2 separate regions of the Oryctolagus cuniculus genome follow, and region 1 is linked to region 2. The links are chromatin contacts, called in public Micro-C maps. All regions are on one chromosome and are shown on one strand. The core of a region is the stretch at or near the end of the contact, and the rest is flanking DNA. Distances in the headings are between cores, read along the strand shown. Region 1 holds the start of RPS27A (ribosomal protein S27a). Region 2 holds the start of CFAP36 (cilia and flagella associated protein 36).

What was found. Hi-C and Micro-C count contacts between places; a contact is called where the count stands out from the background.
Region 1: a contact with region 2 is called in a Micro-C map of ear pinna, with 5 times the contacts expected there. The contact joins the promoter of RPS27A here to the promoter of CFAP36 in region 2. A contact is called at or near these places in 2 of 6 Hi-C or Micro-C datasets (ear pinna and an unstated tissue).

What each region holds. Positions count from the first base shown.
Region 1 is chr2:147,358,240-147,365,218 of mOryCun1.1, reverse strand. RPS27A (ribosomal protein S27a) reads left to right here and starts at 2,549. Exons shown (of 6, transcript XM_051842885.2): 1 at 2,549-2,798; 2 at 2,899-2,963; 3 at 3,419-3,473; 4 at 3,943-4,028; 5 at 4,378-4,509; 6 at 4,968-5,152. The coding sequence starts at 2,916. The coding sequence ends at 5,117. CLHC1 (clathrin heavy chain linker domain containing 1) reads right to left here and starts at 2,456. Exons shown (of 12, transcript XM_051842880.2): 1 at 2,328-2,456; 2 at 1,205-1,462. The coding sequence starts at 1,381. MTIF2 (mitochondrial translational initiation factor 2) reads right to left here. Exons shown (of 16, transcript XM_070069096.1): 15 at 6,973-6,979; 16 at 6,088-6,519. The coding sequence ends at 6,347.
Region 2 is chr2:147,079,225-147,085,849 of mOryCun1.1, reverse strand. CFAP36 (cilia and flagella associated protein 36) reads left to right here and starts at 3,334. Exons shown (of 10, transcript XM_002709861.4): 1 at 3,334-3,690. The coding sequence starts at 3,576.

The DNA of each region.
Region 1 (6,979 bases), core at 1,300-3,799, 280 kb before region 2:
CCTGGCTCCTGCCTTCGGATCAGCGTGGTGCGCCGGCCGTGGCGGCCATTGGAGGGTGAACCAACGGCAAAGGAAGACCTTTCTCTCAGTCTCTCTCTCTCACTGTCCACTCTGCCTGTCAAAAAAACAAATAAAAAAAAGAATTATGAAATCTATTCAAGACACTACCTTTATGTAAACATACCTAATGCAATATGATTTGTCATAACAACATGCAAAATGAAGTTAACTGTGCAATGTATTGATTGTAAGATAAATTTTCTGGATAACTTAAAAGGAAGGAAAACTTTGGTCTCTCTATTTTATATTCTTACTGATCTGTACCAATTTTCTTCATTCTACTGGTAGGCACTTATCACTACTTTGTGCTCACTTTTCCTGAGAGTGAAGTACTGAGATTTTTAGAGAAGAAAGGAGATTCATTGCATCTAATGTTTACAAATTAAGTAAAAGACTGAGTTCCTGTTTTGCCTGTGGCTGTTTTACTCAGAGACCAGTAGTTTATTGAAATCTTAAGGTAAGTGCTTCCTCTAGGCAAGGAGGAAAGTTGTTGATTTCACTATGTTTTAACTGTCAGAGCATCTTCCAAGGGAGGGTGAAAAAAAGACAGTTCAAACAATTAGGTCAATGAGCAAACTGAAATTGTTTATAGGGGAAGAAAAGACATTTCTAAACCATAAGGAGCAGAATAAAATGTTATAAAAAAGACATAACATTTCCTAATTTGAGCGCCATATTTCTCATGGTAAGTCCAGTCAAACCTCTAGTTTACCATGTCTATCTTGATCTCTAAGTAGAAGAGGTCTCAGTTTAATATGTTAGATTAAATTTAAACCAATACTTTAATGATACCACAAATTTAAAATAAGGAACACATTGGGTGATTACTTAAGGCCCAGTTGCTAATGAAATAGATATTTTCAGAAGTTAGGGTTAAAATGACTATCACAGTCAGGTTGTTGACCAAAAAGTTATTGCCTGCTCTTAAACTAACTGAAACAATGATTAACAGTTGGGTAATACCCATATAAACCCACAATTGCATTTTCCCCATCACCCCTTCCTGAAAAATTGGATGAACTCAAGACTGAGAGTGGAGTCCGGTCAGACACGCAGGGGTGCAAGCCAGGCAGGAGTGCTGGTTGCCAAGACAGTTAATTTCCACCCTCAGGAACACTTCCTCGTCTTAAAAGGATTATGATACCTTATCAAAAACATTGCGGTATATGATGTAATACTCATCAGCAGGTCCTTCCTCATTACAGCCCACTCTTTCCGTTTCTGTAATTATGTATCTTTGCATATTTTCCAAAAATTCCTTGTCACTGCTACTAATGATAGGAGGGAGAACTGCATGTTTATTTATTTCTTGGACTGACATAAGTCACAATCCGCACACTTGTTCACCAGAGAAACTTTAAGTCGTGACCTGCTTTTGCAATAAAGTAAAACTGTGATAAGCCTGAAAGGGGGGAAAAAAGAACATAAATTAGTACAAAGCTTTAACAAAATTAAATCAGATATTGATCCAAACAACGTGTGTTTGAGGAAGAAAGGAGCTCTTCTCTTACTAACCAAGTACAGCTCCTCGCATAGAAGACACTAAGCACACTAGCAAAGTCTCTGGTTTGCGCAGTGGAGAAAAGGCCGGGAGGACCCAGCGGCTCCCACTTGGCCTGCCTGGCCCCTAGAGCACCCCATTCGGGCTCAGAACCTATTCGGGCATCCTCTCAGGGCCTTCACCAATTCACTCAACGTCCAAACTTAGAAATTCTGTAACCAAATAACCACTCTGCAGGCTTCTTTGCAGTGTCTTCGTGTTAACAGCTGAAAACCGCAGGGGCCGGCGTTGAAGCGCAGGAGGGGTAGGCCACTGCCTGCGACTGGTGCATCCCATTTGCGCTCCGGTTCCAGTCCCGGCTGCTCCACTTCCATCCAGCTCCCTACTAATGGGCTTGGGGAAGCAGCGGAGGAGGGAGGGCCCAAGAAAAAAACACCTTTTGAAAACTACAGAGATTCTCAGCAGATTAAACCGTTTCAGAGTGGTGCAAAAGCCAGAATCTTCCTGAGGCTAAGAAACGTAAGGGCTGACGGCAGAGATTTTTAGGACTTCCTATTTTCCCGTTTGCCTGGACTCGGCCCCAAGGATTTCCTCCCCTGGAAGCCCAGGGATCGGCTGGCAGACAGCTGCCTCTGTGAGTGGGTGAAGGACGCTTTCCCGCCCGGCGTTCCTGTCCTGCCCCTTAAGGTTTCCCTCCTAGTCATTTCCGGCTCGTTCCCACCCCGCCCTAACCATTACTCTGCCTCATGCCTTCTCGCGTCCTCACCTGAAGCCCTTTCTCCAAACACCATATCCAGTACTTGCACATAGTAACTAAGGAACCCAGGGTGTGGAACTGCATCTTGGGACAAGCAGTCCTAGCTAGAGGAGAGCATCAGAAAACTACAATTCCCAGAATGCACCTCCGTTTCCTTCTGCCTCTCCAGTGGGGCCTCTCCCCCGAGCCCGCCTCCTGTTAAAGACCCTCCCAGCCACGTTGACTGTATGGGAAAAGCCTTTTAAAACCATTTTAAAATTTTAAATACACCGTCTTGAGAGCATTCTGAAGGTGACTGTCAGAAATAAGCGCAGGCTAGGAAGACGTGAGAGTCACGATGCAATACGGCAAATGGCTAGGCACCCGCTGTATCAGGGCTCAGGCATCTGGTGTGGCCGCCTAAGAGGCGGGGCCTTCGGCGGGGGTGCCGGGAAACCCCGTGGGCCGGCGGCGCTCTTCCTTTTCGATCCGCCATCTGCGGTGAGTGTGTGCTCTGGTGCCGCTCTCAGGCCAGGGGCCTGGGCGCTGTCGTGCTCCTGTGTCCCAGGTCTAATCGGGTTCTTCTTTTCCTTCAGCGCAGGTGGGCCCGCCACCAGGATGCAGATCTTCGTGAAAACCCTTACGGGGAAGACCATCACGCTCGAGGTACGATCGGGTGGTGCGAGAGAAAGCCCGGGCCTGAATGAGGACTTGGGGTGGTATTGCGGGACGGGCGCTGTGTTCCAGCTTTTCGAGAATGCCTGGGAATTGCGGTTCTGAAGCCGTGCTCCGAATGCGGGTGGTTTTGCCGAGCAAGGGCCCGGGGCCTGACTTTCGTTAGTGTCGGGACTTGCCCTCGGTGGTCCCGGCCGGCCAGCCGCAGCAGAGGCCCGGCGGTGGCAATGAGGCGCTCCTCGCTGGCCGGCGTGAGCACGTGGGGCCGGGGGCCGCCGCCCGGTCTCGGCTGGGGCAAGGAGCCGGCTCTGCTTCCCGGTCGTAGTTTGGAAAGGTTGCCCACCCAGCCTGGCTCAGTGCTAACAGTCAAATGGAACTAAATGCGTTTTTATTCCAGTGGTTTTTTTCTTTGTGTAACCAACATGCTTGCATTTCACAACTTTTAGGTTGAACCCTCGGATACAATAGAAAATGTAAAAGCCAAAATCCAGGATAAGGAAGGCAAGTAGTATTTGATAGCTCAGGAAAACTAACCTGGGTGTAGGAGCCAGACACACTGATGGCTCCTGGTGGGGTGGGATGAGATCAGGTAACCCGGCTAAAAAACTTTTTAAGTAACAGTGCCCTCGGTTTATTGTGAAATGACATAGTAGACACAAGCTTGTGAGCACGGAGCCGAGCTGCATGACTGGAATCTTTGCAGTGATTCCACATGAGTGAATTTTGTCAAGTTACTTAGTTCTCTAGACCTGTTACCTGTGCTGTGTGTAAAAGGAAATTTACAAAATTAACAAATAATGTGATGGAAATATGTAAACACTTAAAATTGTGCCTGACCTGCAATAGTGGTTGGGGTCAGCTGTTGGTACCATTTATTTAGTTCAGGATTACTTGTAAACCTGGGCAAATGACACTGTTCTACCATCTTGGTTTTTTTGTGTTTTTTGTTTTGTTTTGTGAACTTCATTAGGAATTCCTCCTGATCAGCAAAGACTGATTTTTGCTGGCAAGCAACTGGAAGATGGACGGACTTTATCTGACTACAACATTCAAAAGGTAACGTTTGGGGAAAGGAGTAGCCCATTTAAAAACAAACAAACAAAAAAAAAACAAACAAAAAACAAAAAAACCCTGTTTTGGAAATTTGCTATGTAAAGGTGGGGAAAACAGATCAGATTCTGAGGTGTCACAGGAGCACTGGTGTAGTTTCTTGTAGTCGGTTTGACACCCCATGGTATGATTTAATACTTTTAATTTCTGAAAACTAACCAAGAACCACATACTCGGGAGTGGGGGATCCCTCTCAGGTGGTATTGTGTGCTGTCTGCACTTAACTAGAAGGTGTGTGACGCTGGTTGTCCATTCTCATTGCACTATGGAAGCTGTTTGGTTCTGTTACACACAGGAGTCTACTCTTCACCTTGTGTTGAGACTTCGTGGGGGTGCCAAGAAAAGGAAGAAGAAGTCTTACACCACTCCCAAGAAGAATAAGCATAAGAGAAAGAAGGTTAAGCTGGCTGTCCTGAAGTACTATAAGGTGAGCCACTTGAAAGTGATGGGGAGACTTTCAGTGAAGTCAGGGTTTGTTGGAAACAATTTTCTTTGTAATATATCGGTATTTTCTTATGGAGTGAGCAGATTTGAATATCCAGTATAACCACTTTTGCTTGAGTGGAGTATTCCAAAAATGACAGTTTAAAAATAGTTTTCTCTCCCCCTTTGGTATTTGAATGAGCTTCTGTAATGCAGCTCAGCTCTAGCTGCCTGCTCCAAATGAAGGTTCTGAGTCTGTTGTATGTCAGTTCTGGACTTAGCGTAAGCGCTTGTGCACAGCTGGACACTGACTTCAATGGAAGAGGTCCCGAGACTTCTGGATGTGGGTTTATAAGCACTAAGCTGCCTGCATTGTGTATTAGAAGAGGCTCAGTGTTCTCAGTCACGTAGACTTTAGGATGTGCTGGGGAAGTTCTCTTAACAGCAGGTTTGTGCTTTCAGGTGGATGAGAACGGCAAGATCAGTCGGCTGCGTCGCGAGTGCCCTTCAGATGAATGTGGTGCTGGCGTGTTCATGGCCAGCCACTTCGACAGACATTACTGTGGCAAATGCTGTCTGACTTACTGCTTCAACAAACCAGAAGACAAGTAACTGTATATGAGGAGTTAATAAAAGATGTTAACATACTTGCCTGTGAATTTTACTGCAGTGCTTTAGCTACTGGTTTTTGAACTTTGAAATGATGGTCCCAGTGTTTGGCAGTGCCTCTGTGGTGCTTAAGTGTGAAGATCGAAAGATCTTGGTGTTTTCATAGTAAACTTAAACTACTAAATTTTGGCAGGGAGACATTGAGTTGTGCTAAATATTTGCTTTCTGGTATTTCTGCCAGTTTCTTGAGGTGACATCCCCACAGTAGACACTTTGGGTCAGATATCTGGGGGGCTGCCAGCATCCCTGGCCTCTGCTCACTTGATGCCAGCAGTCCCATTCTTCCTTGCTCCCTAGTTGAGACTCTACCTTCCCAGAGTCTACAACATGCATCTGACACACAAGAAATCTGAAGTATCTTGAGGGGGAGGGGGTTCCAGTGGGAGGTTTGCTGTCTGTAGTACAAGGGAACACATCTGTCTACTCAGTGCTGCACCTGAACTTGGGAATTTTAAACTTTAATGCTCCACTGGATGAATCCAAACAAAGGAAGAATTATTAGTACTAAGAAGTAAGTTTCAAGCTCATTTGATTGATCCCTGCCAACCAACTCTTGTTACTATTTATTTATTTGAAAGGCAGAGTTGGGGTGAGATCTGCTGGTTCACTCCACAGATGGCTGCAATAGCAAGGAGCTCCATCCTGGTCTCCCATGTGGGTGGCAGGGGTCTAAGCACGTCTTCCCAGGCCATTAGCAGGTAGCAGGGAGAAGGATCAGAAGTGGAGCAGCCAGGAACTGAATGGGCACTCACGTGGGACACCAGTGTCACAGGTGGCTTTCCCAACTATACCACAATACCAGCCCCAGATGCCTGCCATTCAACCACAGCATACACTTAGATTTAGTGATACACTAACAGTTGCCATATTGCTAATCTTTGTAAGGTACTGGACAGTAAAGCAAGACACTGGGTCTTTTTTAAAATTTTCATTTTAATCAAAAGACAGACATATCCTCCATTTACAGGCTCACCCAAATACCCACAAATGCTTTGGGCCAGGACCAAAGCCAGGAGCTTGGAGCTCAACCTGGGCCTGCCTTGGGAGTAGCAGAGACCAAAGTACTTGCACCATCCCCTGCCTCAACAGGGTGCATCTTAGCAGGAACCTTAAGTGAGAAGCCCAGACTCAGGACCAGGCACTCCGTTCCAAATGCCCAACCCATTTTTAATTTAAAATCCTGGATCCCAAGAAGTCTTAGCTAAAACTTCCCTTTCTTCGTAACAAACAATTTCATCACCCACTTTAAATTCTACCTTTTCTTCATCTAAACTGAGGCCACAATCCATTCCAGTTTTGATAATCGAAACGTCATCTTTATGGTGTTTCAGTGAAGTTAGTGAGCCTTAAAAAAACAAAAAAAGTATACTCAACACATGACAAGTAAATACCACATGCTACATAGCTTAGTATTAAGAGGAAAATTGTTAAAATTTTTAGAAGTTAACAGTCCTGTCATGGCAAATGGAACTAAACACTGGGAAGCAAAGCTTATTATCAATAAGATTTGATTTGGAGAAAACGATCTTAAGTGTACCGGTTTTAAGGCACATGGAGACTTGCAGATGATGGGATTGTATTTAGGACTGGAGTGGGAAAAAAGATACACTGCAGGTAGAAGGTTAAGTTATAAATGACAGGAATAAAAGTTCAGGAAGTCGGAAGACAGGCAATCCTGGAGGAGTCAACAGCAAAAAAGAGATGGCCTTCACGGATGATGGGAGTAGGAGATTTCAGATGCTACACAGCAGATTTTGGAGACAATATGATATTATAGAAACAGATTTGATGTACTTACCCCTCCA
Region 2 (6,625 bases), core at 2,085-4,584:
TGACATCCACAGCAGACACCCAGTGAGCGTTGGTGAACTTCCTCCATGCTAATGAGCGGCACCAGTGTGGAGATGCCAGGCTTGCAAGCTTCCAGGCCTGGCCTCTCTGCAGCCTGGGTACTTAGTGTGTGGAAAAGGAGCTGACAGAATGCAGGGTGTTATAGCATATGTTTGCAGGTGCTTCTTCCCGGTCTTCTGTGGGGGTGCAGGGGCCCAAGCACTTGGGCCATCCTCCACTGCCCTCCCAGGCCACAGCAGAGAGCTGGACTGGAAGACGAGTAACCGGGACTAGAACCGGTGCCCATATGGGATGCCAGCACCGCAGGCAGATGATTAACCAAGTGAGCCACAGCACTGGCCCCGAGTTTACATGTATTTTTAATGAAGGCAAGGAGGCAGCTAGCAAGCAGAGCTGACATCACCAGCCCCTAGCTGCAGTCCAGCTTGTGCTGTAGCCCCACTGGCACCAGCCAACCACTTCCCATTTCTAAGCAGCAGAAAATTGAGGGGTCCTTGAAACTGCTGGTTTGAACCAGCTGCGGCCCAAAATAACCAACATGGTTGCAGCTGGAGACTTCATTCCAGCAACAACCTTTAGCTGCTTGTAATGTCTTTATAATAAAATTACCATGGCTGACACTTCTACTCCTATTATGGACCTGATATCATCACACTTCTGAGCTTTCCAAAAAGAGCAAGTAAATGGGTAAAACCTCAAGGTCTGCCCCCAAATCTGCCCCCTTTAAATATTCAATTTAACCATGCCCCAGACACCACCCTCTATGCCTCCAGATCACTTCCGGGGTGGACCCAAACCTCACTGAGTGCAGCTTATTCCAGTGTGCCCACTCTCCCTCTTGAGTGTGTACCTTTGCTTTGCATGCAAATCATCTTGTTTCTCTTGATCTTTACCTATGTCTTATCCTCAAATTCTTACATTGGACAGAACCTGGACCCAGTTATCTGACAATTTTGCAGTCCAGGAGTTAGGGCAAGTCACACATGGCAGCTACCAATAAAGTTATAACATTTCTGAGTACAGGAGGAATTCACTCCAAGTTCTCATGTATGGGATCAGAGATGATGTGCATTCTTAATTAAAAAGTTAAATCAGAAAAAAGACATAAACTCCAAAACAAAAATATCATGCAGTAAACTGTTTGGAATTGGAAGACAGGGAAAGTTGAACTTTCAAGACGGACCTTAAGTGGGAAATGGGCCTAAAGCTCAAAACAGAGTTCAGCTGCTATTTGCTGGCTTGCCGTTACACATTTACTCTGTTATGCTCTGTGTTTGTGGTCTGTGCCTAGGCACGTTCCTGATTCAACTGCTGAGATGGACAGCCCCCAAAAGTCCCATTTTTGCCATCCAGGCCTGACCATGAACTGAGGTCACTTTTGAGTATGAAGCCATCAGGTTACAGTGCTATCTCTGAAGCTAGCATCCCTCATCTGTATAGTAGGCCTGGATAGGAACCTGAGCAGGAACCTTATATATAACCTTTTGATCATTCTGAGCCTAAAGGCTCCTTCTCTTCCCTTGGTTGCAGACTTTTTTGTAAGTCAGAATTACAGAGAGAGACAAAGGGAGGGAGGGAGGGAGAGAGAGAGAGAGAGTCCATCTGCTGCTTCATTTCCCAAATGGCCACAATGGCTGGGAATGGAAACCAGGAGCCAGAAGCTTCTTCCAGGTCTCCCACATGGGTGCAGGGGCCCAAGGACTTTAGCCATCCTCTGCTGCTTTCCCAAATATATTAGCAGGGGGCTGCATTGGAAGTGGAGCAGCTGGGACTCCAAGTGGCACTTATATGGGATGCTGGCATTTAAGACTTTGGCAGTGCTAGCCCTAGACTGTTTTCTGAAGTCTCTTTATCCTAAATTCTTTTCTAGTGGATTTTGCTGACAGAATCATTTGAAAGCTATGTAGGAATAATCAAATCTAGTAGTTAACGATGGTCAAATAAATCAAGGTATACATTCTTTCATTTAGCAATTGTATTAAAATCTTTCCGGTGGAATAACAAATAAACCCAGCAGTTCGTGGGGCTGGCAATGTGGCTCAGTGGATTAAGACATTTCTTGCAATGCCTTCTTCCCATATGAGCACTGATTAGGGGAGTCCTGGCTGCTCCACTTCCAATCCAGCTCCCTGCTAATGTGCCTGGGAAAGCAGCAGATGACGGTCCAAGTACTTGGGCCCCTGCCTTCAGATGGGAGACCCAGATGGAATTTCAGGCTCCTGACTTCAACTTGGCTCAGCCCCAGCCATTGGAACCATTTGGGGATTAAATCAGTAGATGGAAGATCTCTCTCTCTCTAACTCTGCCTTTCAAAAAAAAAAAAAAAAAAAAATACTTTAAAAAGCCCAGCAGAGAGCTGGACTGGAAGAGGAGCAACCGGGACAGGATCTGGCACCCTGACTGGGACTAGAACACATGCATGTTTATTTCAGCAGTCTGCAGAAGCAAACAATGGTTGAATACTTAATAGCACTCCCAAACCATACAGGCAAAACAAGAAAAAAATTGCACACTAATGATCATATTTATGCATCCAAGTAAGATATATGTGCATACAAACATTTTGAAATAAAAATAGACTAAAGAGTGGTTTATAGAATACTTCGCATCTATAAGGGAAGCACTTTTTCTTATTTGAAAAGATGAAAACATACTAAGTGAAAAAGGTTTCATACTTGTACATAAGCCTATAAGGACTCCATTCACGGAACCATGTTGTATGAAGATATCCCAGGACTCCGAGAACCTTGATGATGACCTTTGAAGACTCATTCCACAATAGATCACAACCTGGAAACTGAGTTGGAATTATTTGATGTAAGATGAATATTAACTTCGATTTTACCCTTGAAAAGCTAATTGTAGTTATGTCCATTTGTGCTTGAACTTTTAAAGACCTGTCTGGAGCTACAGGAAGCAAATTGGCCGCAGAGCCTAACAGCAAGTCTTACAGAGCTTTGGTCAGCTTTGTATTTTCAGACAACCCTTCAATTACAAAGGCTTCTGGGTCAGCGATTCTCAGTGTTTGGGACTGAGGGGCTGGGATACAACGACGAAATGAAGTCTTTGAGGCCTTCTGTCGACTCTGTGGTCCCTCACTCCGCCATTTCTAAGGCTTGGCTCCCAGGGACTTCCCAGGAGGGAACACACAGATTCCTACCAGGGTCTCCAGCCAAAAGCTGCCTATACTTCTACTCTCGGCCTTAGCAACTCCGAACCAATGGGTGGAGAGGTATCTTCTGATACGCTGCTGTTGTTTTCCAACCAATCGGAAACGTTCTTCTAACGCTCTCCCCGCCCCCGTTCCCCCCCCCCCCCCGCCTCCTTTGAGAAGCGCAGACTCCAGGGAAGCCAGCTTCACTTCCGGGCCGCAGCCTGGGGCGGCTACGCACGTTGCCATAGCGACCGTTTTACGTTAACTGGTTTGTAGCTTAGATCCAGGTATCTGGGCGACCGCGGGGCCAGCTCTTCCGCTCCTCGCTGCTCCCTGTAGCCAGGAGGCCCCAGCAGGCTCCAGCGGCCTGGCCTAGGGATCCGCGTCGCCCAGAAGGGCGGTATGTCTGCGGAAAAAGACGACGAGGTGGAATGGGTGGTGGAGAGCATCGCGGGGTTCCTCCGAGGCCCGGACTGGTCCATCCCCATCTTGGACTTCGTGGAGCAGAAATGTGAAGGTAATTACCAGAGCTCGCGCCGACGTCCTTCCTCGCCTCCCTCACACCGGCCCTTGGCCGGGAGGTGGTCTCCACTCCTGTCGGCCGTGTTTAGCGCTGGTTGTGCGGGAGCAGTTGCTTTCACCCCGCCGGTGTTTTCCCTCGCAGACCTGAAAATGCAGTCTGAGATTCCCCTCTCCCTGAGCCCAGGCGCACGCCGAAAAACGTTAAGACTTTAATCCTGTGTTCTGTCTTTCACCCTACCCTGCTCGTCCCTGCCCCGGGCACGTGTACTTTTGGGGTGGGCTTTTTCAACAGCTGTTCTGGTGGCTCGGGAGGGGACGCGTCATTTTACCTCTAGGTTCCTTCATATTGCTAGTTAGCATTTGGTCCGTGTGCAGCCAGCCTAGGAGATGAGAAATGATTCACCCGAGATCGATGAGCAACGGAGAGCATGTGACCATTCAGCAAAACGTCTGTTTCCCTTGTTGAATTCTCCAAATCTCGGTTGTCTCCCAAATGGAGAGGGGTGCGCTTCTGCCCAGTGAGGCTTACAGACGTGGCATAATATTCGCGGTGGTGTGCGGGCTAAGTTTCTAATCAGCTCATGCTTAGAGTTCTATAATCAGTTCTTGGAGACTGGTTGGTGCCCATTCATAGAAAAGGAACCAGAAACCGTGTCTTAGGGGTGAGTACACACACAGCCATTATTGTGGTTGTTCAGCTGCGCAAGACTTTGAGAGCTGTGATATCTGTCAGTCATTTGAACATTTGTATTACGTTAGAGAGATTAGACTTGTTTTGTAAGGTTCGGTGGACTAGAGTTAGAGTCGCCGAGTACAAGACATAGGGGAACCGATTTCTGTGAAGGAAGGTTTGCTTCCTAACAGAATGTATTCTTCTTACTCAGAAGGTAATGGGTTTCTCGGGCACCAGCAGGTTTTGAATGGATCTGACATTGACTTAAGTTGTTAGAGGGGTTGCAACTATCAAATGATTAGTTATCTTGGATGTCCTTTTCAGATTTCTTTCAAACCCAAGATTCTATGAATCTGGTAAAGATGAAATTTTGTTTGGCCACTGATTTTTTAATCACATTCTTATTTGCCATAATAAAAATAAAAATAGCAGTTTTTAAGTGTTGTGTTTTTAAATTTTTATTTATTTGGACCGGCGCAGTGGCTCACTAGGCTAATCCTCTGCCTGCGGCGCTGGCACACCAGATTCTAGTCCCTGTCATGGTGCCGGATCCTGTCCCGGTTGCTCCTCTTCCAGTCCAGCTCTCTGCTGTGGCCCAGACGGCAGTGGAGGATGGCCCAAGTCCTTGGGCCCTGCACACCCACATGGGAGACCAGGAGAAGCACCTGGCTCCTGGCTTCGGATCCAGTGCAGTGCGCTGGCCGAGCGGCCATTGGGGTGTGAACCAACAGAAAAGGAAGACCTTTCTCTCTGTCTCTCTCTTTCACTGTCCACTCTGCCTGTAAAAAAAAAAAAAATTTATTTATTTGAGAACGAGGGAAGGAGAGAGAGAGAGAACATGAGAACCTGCTCCTATCTGCTCCCTAAAGGCCTGCAATGACCAGTACTGGATTGGACCAGGCCTGAGCCAGGAACTGGAGATTCAACCCATGTCTCCCACCTGGGTGGTAGAAACCCAACTTACTGGAGTCATCACTGCTGCTTCCCGTGGTCTACATCAGCAGGAGGCTGCAGTGGAGCATTGAATCCAGGCACTTAGAGGTGGGATGCAGGCATCTTAATTGCTAGGCTGATCACCTGCTCCCTAACTGTTGATTTTCACAGGTAGTTTTAAGAGGTTTTGAAAACAAAATAATTTTATTTGTACTCCTTTTAAAAATTTGAAATTATAAGACACTGAAAGGGGCCGGCGCTGTGGCCTAGTGGGTAAAGCCGCTGCTTGCAGTGCTGGCATCCCATATGGGTGCCGGTTCGAGTCCTGGCTGCTCCACTTGTGATCCAGCTCTCTGCTATGGCCTGGGAAAGCAGTAGAAGATGGCCCAAGTCCTTGGGCCCCTGTACCCGCATGGGAGACCTGGAAGAAGTTCCTGGCTCCTGGCTTTGGATCGGCGCAGCTCTGGCTGTTGCTGCCATCTGGGGAATGAACCAGCAGATGGAAGACCTCTCTCTCTCTCTCTCTGCCTCTCCTATCTCTGTGTAATTCTTTCAAATAAATAAATAAATCTTTAAAAACAATTAAAAAATAGACACTGATAATGCACCTAGAATTCCAGTATCCTTTAAAATAACAAAAAAAAATTATATCACTTGTTATTGCTGTTTGTCCCACTGAGGCTAAATACTAAAAAGGGAAAAAAAATTAAAGCATCGTTTATCTTTTTAACTACAAGTGTCAAAAGTGGCTGTATCCCAGTAATAACATACCGGATAGTATAATTTTATTGAGAGGCAGAAATCTTAGCCTTAGAAACTTGTACTGTAGTAATTTGGTTTCAGAATGAACTGAAAACAGCCTAAGTAGTTGTTGTATTGAATATATGTACAGTGCTACACAGAGCAGATGCCAGGGTAAATAGAAATCACATGCCAAGGACACTTCAAATACCTGTTTATATTTCACTGACTTGGCGTTGCCTATGTGCTAATCTCAACCTCAGATAATTTCAATATCAGTTTTCTACAACTTTATAAATCCAGCATTTATTTCAACAAATATTTATTGAATGTCATCCTTGGGCCAAAAGCTGGGGATAGAAAGACAAAACAAAATTCGGTGCTTGAAAATTTTAGTGGAGAAGACAGGCTGGTAAACAGAATGAAATACAGTGTAGCAGTTGATATAATAAAGGAAGACATATGGTGGTGTACATTGTAAGAGATCAGAGGAAGGGATCTAACCAGGTTAGGAGTTGGATGTGGGTAGCAGATCATGCAGAAGGTGCTACTTGGCAATATCTTGAAATGTGGTTGGGAGAGA